2 separate regions of the Sus scrofa genome follow, and region 2 is linked to region 1. A link is a contact called in public Hi-C data. All regions are on one chromosome and are shown on one strand. The core of a region is the stretch at or near the end of the contact, and the rest is flanking DNA. Distances in the headings are between cores, read along the strand shown. Region 1 has its middle 330 kb from the start of GATB. Region 2 has its middle 260 kb from the start of GATB.

Evidence for each region. A called contact is a pair of places that touch in the nucleus more often than the background predicts.
Region 2: a Hi-C map of heart right ventricle shows a contact between it and region 1, with 2.9 times the contacts expected there. The contact joins two enhancer-like sites. A contact is called at or near these places in 2 of 47 Hi-C or Micro-C datasets (embryonic fibroblasts and heart right ventricle).

The regions. Positions count from the first base shown.
Region 1 is chr8:76,885,660-76,892,742 of Sscrofa11.1, forward strand. No RefSeq gene overlaps it. Among named protein-coding and RNA genes, the nearest start is that of GATB, 330 kb to the right of the region's middle. Within about 2 kb of position 5,287, at least 7 of the 83 cell types and tissues checked have an H3K27ac peak or open chromatin away from gene starts, as enhancers often do.
Region 2 is chr8:76,956,058-76,962,764 of Sscrofa11.1, forward strand. No RefSeq gene overlaps it. Among named protein-coding and RNA genes, the nearest start is that of GATB, 260 kb to the right of the region's middle. Within about 2 kb of position 1,369, at least 63 of the 83 cell types and tissues checked have an H3K27ac peak or open chromatin away from gene starts, as enhancers often do.

The sequences.
Region 1 (7,083 bases), core at 4,037-6,536:
CACAAACTTTTTCAGAAAATAGAAGAGAAATACCCATTTCTTAACTCATTTTATGATGCTAGTCTAGCATTGTGCTGATCCCCAAACCAAAGATACTGCATGAAAAGAAAACCACGAACCAATGTCCCTAATGAATATAAATGCAAAATTTGTCAATTAAACATTAGAAAACTTGAATCCAATAATATATAAAAAGGATAATACATTATGATCGAGTGGGGTTTATCCTGGAAATGCAAGATACACTCAACACTTTAAAAAATGTTCAGGAGTTCCCGTCATGGCGCAGTGGTTAACGAATCCGACTAGGAACCATGAGGTTTCGGGTTCGGTCCCTGCCCTTGTTCAGTGGGTTGATGATCTGGCGTTGCTGTGGGCTGTGGTGTAGGTTGCAGGCGCGGCTCGGATCCTGCGTTGCTGTGGCTCTGGGTAGGCTGGTGGCTACAGCTCTGATTCGACCCCTAGCCCGGGAACCTCCATATGCCGAGGGAGCGGCCCAAGAAATAGCAAAAAGACAAAAAAAAAAACAAACAAATCTGATTAGGAGCCATGAGGTTGCAGGTTCGATCCCTGGCCTTGCTCAGTGGGTTGAGGATCCGGCGTTGACATGGGCTGTGGTGTAGGTCGCAGATGCGGCTCGGATCCCGCGTTGCAGTGGCCCTGGCCTAGCCCGGTGGCTACAGCTCCGATTGGACCCCTAGCCTGGGAACCTCCATGTGCAGCAGGAGGGACCCTAGAAAAGTCAAAAAGACAAAAAAAAAAAAATGTTCAGTGTAATTTACCACATAAATAGATTAAGGAAGAAAACTATATGCCCATTTCAATAGATACAGAAAAAGCATTTAATGAAATTCAGCCTATTCCCTATCTATCTATCATCTATCTATCTATCTATGTATCCATCTATCATCTATTCTCAGAAAACTAAGAATGGGCTTCTCAATCTGATAAAGGGCATCTACAAAAAACCTACAGCTGACATCGCATTCAATAAGTGACTAAATAATTTCCCCCTAGTTTGGGAACAAGGTAAGGATATTCATTCTCACCACTCAAAATTGTCCTGGAAGTCCTAGACAGTGAAAAAAGAAAGAAAGAAAGAAAAAAGAAAGCAAGAAAAAGAAAAAAATGGCATACAGTTTGGAAAGGAAGAATTAAAACTGTCTCCATTTGTAAATATCATAATAGTCCATATAGAAAATACCAAAGAATCTACAAAATAGCTACTAGAATTAGTAAGGTCAGTAAGGATGAAAGCTATAACATCAATATACCCAAGGCAATTATATTTCTGTACACTAACAATGGATATTTGTAAATTGAAATTAAATAAATAGACACCATTTAAAATAAAGCGCCATTTACAATAGCACCTTAAAACACTATGTAGGTTACTATCTAAAAAATTACATGCGGAGTTCCCCTTGTGGTGCAGTGGTTAATGAATCTGACTAGGAACCATGAGGTTGCAGGTTCGATCCTTGGCCTTGTTCAGTGGGTTAAGGATTCAGCATTGCCGTGAGCTGTGGTATAGGTTGCAGACACGGCTCGGACCCTGCGTTGCTATGGCTGTGGCATAGGCCGGCGGCTACAGCTCCGATTCGACCCCTAGCCTGGGAACCTCCATATGCCGTGGGAATGGCCTTAGAAAAGGCAAAAAGACAAAAATATAAATAAATTTTAAAAAATGAAAAATAGGGGGAGGGGGAGGGAGTGGGAGGGATCGGGAGCTTGGGCTTATCAGACACAACTTAGAATAGATTTACAAGAAGATCCTGCTGAATAGCATTGAGAACTTTGTCTAGATACTCATGTTGCAACAGAAGAAAGGGTGGGGGAAAAATGTAATTGTAATGTATACATGTAAGGATAACCTGACCCCCTTGCTGTACAGTGGGAAAATAAAAAAAAATTATAAAAAAAATGAAAAATAAAAAATTACGTTCATGATCTGTATTCTGAAAATGATAAAACTTTGATGAAAGAAATCAAATAAGACCTAAATAGATGGAGAGAGATACTATGCTTATGGATTGGAAGTTTCAATATTGTTAAGATGGCAATTTTCCCCAAAGTGATCTACAGATTCAGTGCAATCCCAAGTAAAATCTCAGTAAGATTTTTTAGTAGATATCAATAAGCTGCTTTTAAAATGTATATGGAAACTAGAACAGCCAAGCCAATTAAAAAAGTTTGAGAAGCCAGGCTACCTAGTTCAAGACTTATCATAAAGCTACAATAATGAAGATATTCTTGTATTGGTGAAAGGATAAACACATAGATCAACTGAATAAAGAGCCTAAAAATAGAACCACAAATATATTTTAAATTGACTTTCAACAAAATCATAAAGGCAATCCAATGGAGAAAGATGACTTTCAATGACTAATGCTGGAAGAATTAGACACCTATATAACAACAACAATAATAATAATTACTATCATAGCAATAATAACATGAACCCATACGTCTATAATGCTTATAGAAGATAACATAAGAGAAAAATCTTTGTGGGCTTGATTTAAGCAATAAATTCTTAGATACTAAAGCTAAAAACAATCCAATTGATAAACTGAATATGGCAAAACTGAGAACTTTGCTCTTTGGAAGATAGTGTTATGAAAATTAAAAAAAAAAACCCACAGACTGTGATAAAATATTTGCAAAGCACATAGCTGATAAATGGCTTATATAGAGAATATATAGATGTTAGAATGTGAATGTCAACTAGACTGGTTGTGGTGATCATTTTGCAGCATATACATATTATATACATATAATGAATCATTGTTTTGCACCTGAGACTAATGCAATGTTATATGTCAATGACATCTCGGTTGAAAAGAGGAGAACTGTTTTCATTTTTTACAATTCGATTATAAGGACTCAAACAAACTTCATAAAACATGGGCAAAAATCTGTAATATGTCACCGAAGAAGCTATATGGATGGACAATAAGCATGTGAAAAGATACACAATATCACTGGTCATAGGTCATGCAAATAAAAACCACAATGAGCTACAACTACATATCTATTAGAATGGCCAAAAGAAAAGAAAACCCCATGATAATAAGTGCTGGTGTGTACGTGAAACAGCTGGAACTTTCTACGCGGCTGGTAGGAATGAAATGGTTAACTGTTTCTGGAAAACTGACAATTTCTTATAAAGGTAAATATATCCATACTAGAGGACCCAACTCTTAGGTATTAATTAAGAGAAAAACCTAAACTCATGATCACACAAAACCAGCATTTGAATGTTTATAGCAATTTTATTAATAGTCACCAAAAAATTAGAAATAACCCAAATGTCCTTCAACATTTATTTAATGGATAAAGAAACTATGGCACATCCTTGCACTGGAATACTTCTCAGCAATACAGAGGAACAAACTTCGGATAGGTGCAGCTTGTGTCTATTTGAAGTGAATCATGCTACTCGAAAGTCAGGTCTGAATGGCTATGTACTGTACGATTCCAGCTCCATGACATTCTGGAAAAGCCAGATTATGTAGACACATCAGATCGATGATTGTCCGGGGCTGGGGCTGAGCCATCAGGGTTGACTACAAAGGGTTTAGGGTAGCGATGGAAATATTTTATGCCTTGATTGTGGTGATAGTTACATAGACATATTTGTTGAAACTGGGAGTTCCTGTTGTGGTGCAAAAGAAATGAATCTGACTAGTATCCATGAGGATGCAAGTTCTATCCCTGGCCTCGCCTCGCTCAGTGGGTTGGGGACCCCGTGTTGTTGTGAGCCTTGGTGTAGGTCACAGAGGCAGCTTGGATCCCACATTGCTGTGGCTGTAGCGTAGGCTGGCAGCTGCAGCTCCAATTCGACCCCTAGCCTGGGTACCTCCATATGCTGTGGATACGGTCCTAAAAAGGCAAACAAACAAACAAACAAAAAAACCTGATAGAGCTGTATATTAAAAAGAGTGAATTTTGCTGTATATAAATTATACCCTAATGAAATATAAATCTGAAAGAAATCTAAACTGTTTATAATAGAAAGTGAAAAACCAAACCAGTTCCCCAAGTGATCCGATGTCTAGAGACAGTAAAGATTGTGTGCTGTTTTCTGGGTGGGAAAATGGGCCGCAAAGGGCTCAGGGTCTGATAACCCCTCTGCAAAAGGACTGACCTCCCAGGGGTTGCAGCTCTGGGCTCAGCCCTGCTCCCCTCACTAACGCTTGCAGGCTGCCTTCTGACCAGTGTCTGATGGGAGGTGAGTTCCGCCCATCCTGGCCTCCGTGGTACCCGGACATGGGGAGTTCAGGGAGACCTCTGATGCCCTGGTGACCTGTGATTTGCCAGTGTGGGTGCCACATGGGTGCCACACATGCCATGGTCTCCAAACCCCAGGTGAAGCTCCAGCCTGCTCCTTGAGGCAAACCCTCAGTTCATGTGAAAGGGTCCCAAAGCCACCAGAGTGGCATTTTCATCAGCATCAACTGTGGAACAGCCTGTGTTTTCAGGGTCCCTGGCCAGGAGTGAAGGCCCCTTTTGTTAACAGTCACTTTATCCTCTCCGCCCACACCGCGGGCCCAGCAGGAAGGATGAAGGGGGCAACAGATGTTCTCAGGCTGCGGAGTGGCGGCCCAGCCGGGAGGATGAGGTGGGGGAAAGGCCAGCCTGTCCACCATTCCCAACTTCCCCGCTTGCTCGGGTTTAAGCAGAACCCTGCTGGCTCCAGGAAGCCCCTCCGCCTTTGCACGTGTAGACTTTCCTCAGGCGTTGGTTCTGTTGAACCGCCGGGTTAACCAGCAAGATGGGCAGGTGTGACCAGTAGTTGGAAGGTCTGTACTTTGAGAAAGTGCCTCTTGACACTGCTGAGGTTCTAGAAAGGTGACAAATGAGGAGGAGGAGGAGGAAAGAAGGATGGAGCATTCACAGGTTAAGAGGCTGCTGTCTCTCTAAAGGAGAAGCTTTCCAGAGCCCCCCCCCGCCCCCCCCAAGCCGTGACTTGGCTACAACTGGCTCTTTCCAGCCACCCTTCGAAATGTCAGGATACCTTGATGGGACGGAAGGGGAAGGGGTCCTTGAAGGGCCCACACTGCAGGAATAAGGTGTGTGTTGAAGGCTCCTCTGGTCCCCTGTTTCCCCATCAGACGGCAGGGGCCAGGATTCCTGAGCTTTCTACTGCTGAAAGCTGTTGACGAGGCCAAGATCGCCTGGCCGCCCTCCAAGCCAAGCTGCGATGCTGCGCAGCAAAGACAGGGCGGTGGAGCGTTTGTGCAGCTCCCATACCTGGAACAAGATATGCTGAGCCACAAATTACGGCATTCAGATGTCACCACTGCCATCTGACATTGAGTTTCAGCTGTTGACGTCTTCATTACTGCCTGCAGGTCCCAGGTTGCGGGGCGGGGGTGGGGGGAGGAGGGGGAGACGGGTGTGAGACAGGTTCATGTTACACCCAGAGCAATAACACCCACCAAGGGGAGTCAGGCTGGTTGGCAGACCCTAAGGTGCAGAAGCTCTGCATCCATCGGTTGCTTTGTGGGTGGTGGGGGGTGCCTGCATGTGTGTGTGTGTGTGTGTGTGTGTGTGTGTGTGTGTGTGTGTGTGTGTGTGTGTGTGTGTTTATTCCTCCTCCAGGCCCCATCCTGTAACAGCTGAAAGGGATCGGGCAACCGGCTCCAGGAACTTGTTCTCTGCGTGGTTTTCTCATCTCCGTTCGCTTCCGTCAGCCTCCCCCCGCCCATCTGTCAGATCCTTCTTCTCCCCGTCTCTCCTGCTCCTCTTTGAGGTGGTGACTAACCAACACAGCAGTACCCTGGCAGCTCCCTTTCCAGTCTCTCAGCCTCTCTCAGATTAATGGAACAGAAACACGGGCTTGCATCTGATGCCAATAGTCATATCCTGAGTGACCACAGAGAAGGAGATTAAGCGGAGGCACTGGCCCAGCCCCCAGGGGACACGGTTACAGGAAGAAAGCATTTCTTGACAGCAGTGGCTCTGGCTCCCTCTCGCCGGCCCCCTCCTCCTTTCCCAGGCTCCTTTAAGTCCCCTGAATATTTTCTGTAAGATTAATTAAAGTCTATCCAGCAATGGTCCTAGTCACTCAAGAACTGGGTTTTGATCTGCTTTTTTTGATGTACACTCAAAAAAATGATGTGAGCAGGACATACTTCCATATTCTTGTCTTTGATGCAGACCCTGTGCTAATCTGCTCTGGACGTGTGTTTTCAAACAGGGAGACGTAAAGAAGTATATGGTTATCTAGCCTAATGGCTCAACTCCACAAATATCAACTGTGAGCAAATAACTCTTCTGGGAAGATAAAATCCCTGTCTAAAGGGCACTAGTGGGAGCAAGGAGACACAGGCTGAAAATGCCATGACGTGAGGCTGGGTGTGATGAGGGTGGTGGGAGAAACACAGTGAACCCAGGGGGTACAGACTGGTGAAATCCAGGGAGACTTCAGGGAAGAAGTGGCATTTGAGATGAGCCTTGAAGGGAAGGTAGGAGTTTGATGAAGGCAAATAAAAGGAAAAGGCATTGCATGAGAACAGTTCAGCTTGAGCAGAAGCCCAGAGATAAAAGACACCAAGAATTCAGATGGGAGTGGGATTTTGAGTTGAATTGCAGAAATGTGTCCTAAATTTGATGGCTGAGAAGTGGATCTGGAGAGCCTTGAATTAGAAAGCATGGAATGCCAGGCCTAGACGCTGGGAATATTTACTGACAACAGTGGGAGCCATGGAAGGTTATAGAGCAGGGGAGGACAAGAGTCTGCCTTCTTGATTGGACTTTAAGAAAAGTCCCCTTGGGGAAGCCCACAAGGTAGATTACAGGGAGGGGTGAGGAGAGGTGGGGATAGATTCGTGAGGAGGTTTTGGCAATGGCTTGGAAAAGAGTGGAAAATAAGCACTGGACGGGGCTGGCAAGAGACATTGCCAAAAGGGGATTTGCACCTGGTTGGATGTGGGGGGTGAGGCCATGGAAAGAGAAGACATGACACTGAACTTGGAGGGTAGATGCTGGAAGGGTGCTGGTGGCATTGAGAGGGACAGATCTAGAGCAGAAAAGGACAGTGGAGCCTGAGACATCCGGTGTCTAGGAGTGGCGCCT
Region 2 (6,707 bases), core at 119-2,618, 66 kb after region 1:
TCTCAACAACCCTGAGAAGCAGGCAACCAGTATCCCAAACGAGTAAATGGAGGCTCAGGGATGATCACTAACTCAAGTTTTCACAGCTTTTGTTTCATTTGGCTGTGCCCATGGCCTGCAGAATTTCCTGGGCCAGGGATGGAACCTGAGAAACAGCAGTAACCAGAACAACAAGCAGTGACAATGTCAGGTCCTTAACCCACTGAGCCACCAGGGAACTCCCAGGTTTTCACAATTTTAGGCCCAAGTCAGGATGCAAACCCAAGCTATTAGACCAGAATGTTCTTATTTTGAACAACAACAGTGTATTGCCTCTGAGGAATTTATTCTGCAGCTAATGAATACATCTGACATACTTCTCTCCACCTCATACCCTACCCACCAAATGTTTGGGCAATTAAAATAGTTGAGTTCACTTATAAGTGGAATGGCAACACAGCAATTGGGCTTGTCCCAGTTACATGAATTAATTCTGTCTCAGGGTTCTGATGGCAGGCAGCATAAACCAAAGAGCGCAGAATCCCAAGATGAAATTATATCATTAAAGCCCTTGGCAGCTTAGCTATTATTTTATGTAAAATATATGCATGGCTTCTGAGAATTCCTCTCCACCAGCAGTCAAGATGAAAAAATATATATATATGTATATGTGTATATATATATATACACATATATATATACATACACCCACACACACTAATAGGATTCTATACTATCATGCTGGTCTTTACAGGACATTCTTGATAGGAATGCTGCCTGTTTGGCATCTGGAAAAGTAAACAGAGTTTCAAATTCCAACCCTCTATTGTGAACAGTAATAACCCTGCTGCATGGCCATGCAAATTAAGGAACTCTGAAACCCCAAACCTCCAATCACAACACCGCACACCCACATTCCAAACACGCCTCTCTCGCCCATGAGAGCCTGGCTCAGGCCACGGAATCTTTTCAGAGCCAGCATCAAAGGCTGCTTGAGGCTCAGTATTTGGGACATCTCATTGCAGCCGCAGTCCCAACATGGATTGAGGTCAGTGAGGGCAAATAACTAAATAGTTTTCTCCAAAACGCCATAGTTGGAATTCCCGGGCCTGGCCTGGGATCTCTGGGGGGCCCCCTCCCCTGCTGCCTGACCAAGTCCCCCGGGGCCCCAGGGCCTGGCGGGTCCCCGAAGCCTCCCACCTGCCGCCCACAGTACTGCCCAGCCCAGGCAGAAAAGAACCTTCCTCCCGCAGCGCGGACGAAGCTCGAGACACGCCCTGGCTATCTATAGAAAATCCCGCTGCGGGTTCTGCTGACGAGTCACTCGAGATCCCTCCTAGGGCTTTATTATGTCACAGGAACCCAGAATGGAATGCGGAGGATTAAATTCCAAGTCCTTCCCGGTCGGCGGCGGGGCCTGGAGGGAGGGCTGCTCCCGGCCATCTGGGCTCTCGGGTGCCCCCTACTGAATGTCACTGTCCTCCGGCTCCGACGCGGTCAGCCGCAGGTGCCAGTGCTCCAGGCCTCCCAAAGCCGTGGGGGCCGCTGCAGGCAGCTCGGCTCTTTGAGCTCCTGCAGCATCCAAGGACATGGAGGGGACCCTCGGAGCCCTCCATGGAGATCTTGGTGGGTCGTTACCCCTTCTAAGCCTCACTTTCCTCACCAGAGGAACCCCTGAGATATAAGATTGGGAATATCACGCACAGAGGGGGAAGTTGGGGAGCGGATGCCCCAGAGATGGTGACATCCATCTGAGCAAGCCCTGGTCTGGGGGTTTGCAGATCCCCTGGCAGTCACAGTTCCGTGCATCTGGACTGATGCCAGAGCAAGGAAATACTTCATGTGTGGGCTAATTCTCTCTGTCACTTTTTTTTTTTTTTTTTTTTTTTTTTTTTTTTTTTTTTTTTGGTCTTTTTAGAGCTGCACCCTGGGCACATGGCAGTTCCCAGGCTAGGGGTCAAATGGGAGCTACAGCTGCCGGCTTCCACCACAACCACAGCAGTGCCAGATCCAAGGCACGTCTGTGACCTACACCACAGCTCACAGCAACGCCAGATCCTTAACCCACTGAGCGAGGCCAGGGATCAAACCCTCATCCACATGGATACTAGTCAGATTTGTTTCTGCTGTGTCACCACGGGAGCTCCTGGACTAATTCGCTTATTAAAGGCAAGGAAATTATCAAGTCACTGAAACCTCACAACCTCTCTGTCTGTTAATCATACTACAGGCATGATAATGATACCTACTGATAGGTCTGTCGTGAGGACTGCATGGGGCAATTCATGAAAAGGGCTTCAAATGGTGTCTGGTATGTAGTAAGTCACCTAGTCTTATTATTGTTATTTAAGTTACCTATTATTGTTGTTGTTATTACAAGGTTCCAGAACACACTATTTGGAAAAGACCACTAGCATTGGTAACATTTATCACACCGTTATGACACGCCAGTCACTCTGCTGAGCCTTTTCAATAATCTATTGTTTAAGAAAAAAAATCTTGTGCAGTTAGGTATGAACATCTCCATCTTTCAATAGTGAAGAACTTGAGGACTTTATGACTCGCTTGAGTGGGTGAGCTGGTCATTTTTCTCCCATCAGAGCTGGCCAGGGCAGAATTTGACTCTTGCTGTTTGAACTTGCATACACCCTTGACCTTGCTGGGTCTCAGATGGAGTTAACCGCTGCTTTATTTCCTTCACACAACTCTCCTGAGAAAAGTACTGTGCAAAACGGTGTTCTGCCCAGAAATGGGAGGAATTGCATCTTTATCCAGGAGGGTGAGTCAAAGGAGTGAGTGTGGAAGGTGAGTGATCACAGGCAGCCAGCAGCAGCATGGAAATCAGAAGAAGGAACTGTGAGGACACAAGGACATGTTTGATCTAAGCCAAGAGCACATGGAGGTGCCGGTTCCTGGGAAGGCCACTTGAGCGATGAGAAGTAGAAGGCTCAGAACCTGTCAGCTCTCTTTGAGCAGTCTGTCAATGTGTGTGCAAGCCCTCGTGCATGCACACACACACGTACAGAGGCACACACAGTAAAAATTCATCACTGGGCTCCCACCTTAGCAGGGTAAGTGAAACATGTAAACAAATAATAAATTATGTCTGTGCCAATGGGGCGTAGAAGCAGTAACTATAAAATGTTACCCAGGGGAGAGAAAGTTTATTGAGATGATGATAGAACACCCCAATCTCATTGCCAAGGGCATTATTTCACACCCGGAGTAAGCTGGCAGCGTTGTTATTTCTTGAAGGAGAATTCTGTCTTTTTCCATTTTCTTAAACAGTGGATTTTTTTTTTTTTTAAACAATGCAAAATTTTCCTTCTGAAGGGATCTTGAAAGGCAAGTTCCTTCCATTGTTATGAAAGGGACTCAGGTTCCACAGAGCAAAGGAATTCCCAGTGACAAGGCAGGAAGTACCACTGGATTGGCAAGGTGGCCTGTCTTGTCTCTGCCTCTGAAGGCTTTGCGTTGGGGTGCAGACCTTGGCTCCTGGCTGGAGGAGACCCCTCTGACAGTCATGTCTCCTGAGGGTCCTGGGTTGAGAGGGGACACTGCGCAGTCGACGAGAGCAGTGGTCTCCCAAGGGGGGGGTCACCCCCAGAGGATGCTCTCCCCAAACAATCCACTGGATGTCAAGAAAGTATTAAGACTTTTTTTTTGTCTGTGCCCACAGCATGCAGAAATTCCGGGGTCGGGGTCAAACCCATGCCACAGCCATCACCAGAATCACAGCATTGACAATGCTGTATCCTTAAACCACTGAGCCGTCACAGAACTCCAAGACTTCTTAATATTTATTTATTTTATTTTATTTTATCTTATTTTATATATTTTGCTTTTTAGGGCCACACCCACGGCATCTGGAAGTCCCCAGGCTAGGGGTCGAATCAGAATTACATCTGCCAGCCTACACCACAGCCACAGCAACGCCCAATCTGAGCCTCGTCTGTGACCTACACCACAACTCATTGCAGCGCCGGATCCCCAGCCCACTGACTGAGGCCATGGATCAAAGGCGCATCCTCATGGATACCAGTCAGATTTGTTTCCACTGTGCCACAATGGGCTTATCACCTTATGTGGGAATAGCTTTCCCTGTTTCAGGCTCCCCGAGTCCTCCTTTGTTCTGCCGGAGTGAGCACAGTGCTGCCCCCTCCCCCCCCCCCCCCCCCCCCCCCCGGCACGTTCCCAGCCTTCAGTACGTCAGCCTCTCCATGGAAGAGGAGTTGGGGTCCTTCCACCCTGAAAGGCGTACGTGTGGGGGAACTGCCCTGCACTGGCTGCTGGGAGAGACCTGAGGCCATGCTATTTCTTCTCTGTGTAAGGCGTTCTCCTCTGGGACTGGAAACCCAGGCACAGTGGTCTGTTCCCGGGAAGTGATAACCAATACTTGGTGTTCTGCTGGACACTTATCATTACAGCTACCAACGCCACCATCCAGAGGCCTAAAAAACAAGTCTATAAAGAACAAATCCTCCCTCTTGAAAGACGTGACCACGATGCCATCATTGTACTCCAAAAGCGCCAGCAATAGTTCCTCAGTAGAACCACCTATCCAAACAGTGCTCACATTTCCTCAGTGGTCCTATAAATATTTTTATAGTTTAAATTGGAATCCAAACAAACTCCTCACATTGTCATGGATAAACAGATCCCTTAAGTTCATCCCTTTGCATCTATCGATTCCCGTCTTTCAATCTCTTATTATCTCATTTTGCAGTTTTTTGGTCCTTCAAGAACTTGGTTGTTTTTCCTGACTCATCGTTTCCTGGCTGGGTTTTGCTGATCACGTTACTATCGTATCATTTATCATGGGCCTCCATCCCTTGGGTTGCCTGTAAATGAAAAATCAAGAGGCTTCCTCAGGCTCAAATTAACTATTTTGGCAAGAACATTTTGTAGATGATATTATGGACATCCATTGGGAGAACATAATATTTGGTTGTCGCTCTCTTTTTTTTGTGATATCAGCAGTTTTTGACGATCATTGCCAAATCCTTTAGTTCACTGGTGGTTACAAAGTGTGGTGTTCTAATTCTCTCTGTCTGTCTTCATTTATTAGCTGGGGTGCTTCTGCAAAGAGAATGTTCTCATTAGCTATTTGCTAACCCTGAGGCACAGTTCTTCAGAAAGGTGGGATCGATGCTTCTTTTTTAAAAAAACCACTTTTCAAAATATTAAGTTGATCACCTAGTATTCTCCAAAGTGATCAGCAGGGTATATTTTTAGTATTATTATGAACATGTGAATTTTAAATATATATATATATATATATATATATATATATATGTATATATATATATATAATGTGGTTTAACCAAAAGTGTTCCAGTTTTTGCCAAAGGAACCTAGCTGAGTTGGTTCTTGATTCTTTTGACATGACCCCAGTAATATCTAATAGCTTCATTGGTTTCTGCTATGGCAACATGTTCAAAACTCACTTCCCCCACCTCTCCAAGGAACTGGTTTCTTTTAATGAGAAATGGTATTTAAAGACCATGATGTAGCCTTGAGTTTACATTATGCTTTTAGGTGCTTTTGTATTATATGTTTTATAATGTACGTAATGGTTTTCTAAAAGAAATATTTGATACTTGAGATTTTTTGTTTTGTTTTAAATTTTATCAAAGTATAGTTGATTTATAATGTGTTAATTTCTGCTGAACAGCAAAGTGATTCAGTTATATATAATGTACATAATGTTTTGATACTACAGTAGATACATATAACTTATAAATAATGAACAAAGATACACATATTTCCTGAAAGGGATACCCAGAACTATTAGAAACCATGTGTTTAGTGCACAGACCTAAGAAATGAGCTTGAACTGTGATCCTGGGCCCTCTTTCAGCTGTTTTGTCTTGGTCATGTCTTTTTTTCTCTCTGAACTTCAGTTTCTTCAAGTGCAAAATAAACATGGCAATAACTGCTTGATGGGGATGTTGCAATGACCAAATAAGATAGATGGGAGGGAGAGAGAGAAAGAGTGAGATTGAAAGAGACAGAGAGAGAGAGAGACATTCATACATACACTGGTCTTACTCACAAATAGGAGCTCGTCATAGTATGTCAACTAAAGGTCAGTATTGACAGAGCCCCTCTCCCATAGAAGGTTCTGTCTGGCCTCAAGAAGCTTGCAAACTAGAAGAAGGAGAAGCACCACACCCAGGAACATTCACACAGAATCCATCTTTCCAAGGGTTTACTGACCCATACGAAGGATAAATCTTTTGGAAGAGCAGAGAGCTCCGCGAACTTGGAGAGCTCTAGAAGTCGTTGAGAAAAAGAAGGGATTTGAGCCAAGCCCTGAAGCCTCACCTGGGGAGGTGGCAGTGGGAGGGGGTGGGCAGGGAGGGCATTCTGGCCTGGGGGAGATGGCCAAGTCTGGGGAAACGGGAAGGCAACAGTTGCCAAGGGGGAGGGAGACGGAAGGACTGGGGGTGTGGAATTAGCAGAGGCAAACCATTGTACAGAGGATGGATAAACAAGCCAGCCCCTTCTGTAGAGCACAAGGAACTATATTCAATATCCTATGATAAACCACTTTGGAAAAGAGTATTAAAAAAAAAAGAATGGGAGTTCCCGTCGTGGCGCAGTGGTTAACGAATCCAACTAGGAACCATGAGGTTGCGGGTTCGGTCCCTGCCCTTGCTCAGTGGGTTAACGATCCGGCGTTGCCGTGAGCTGTGGTGTAGGTTGCAGACGCGGCTCGGATCCCG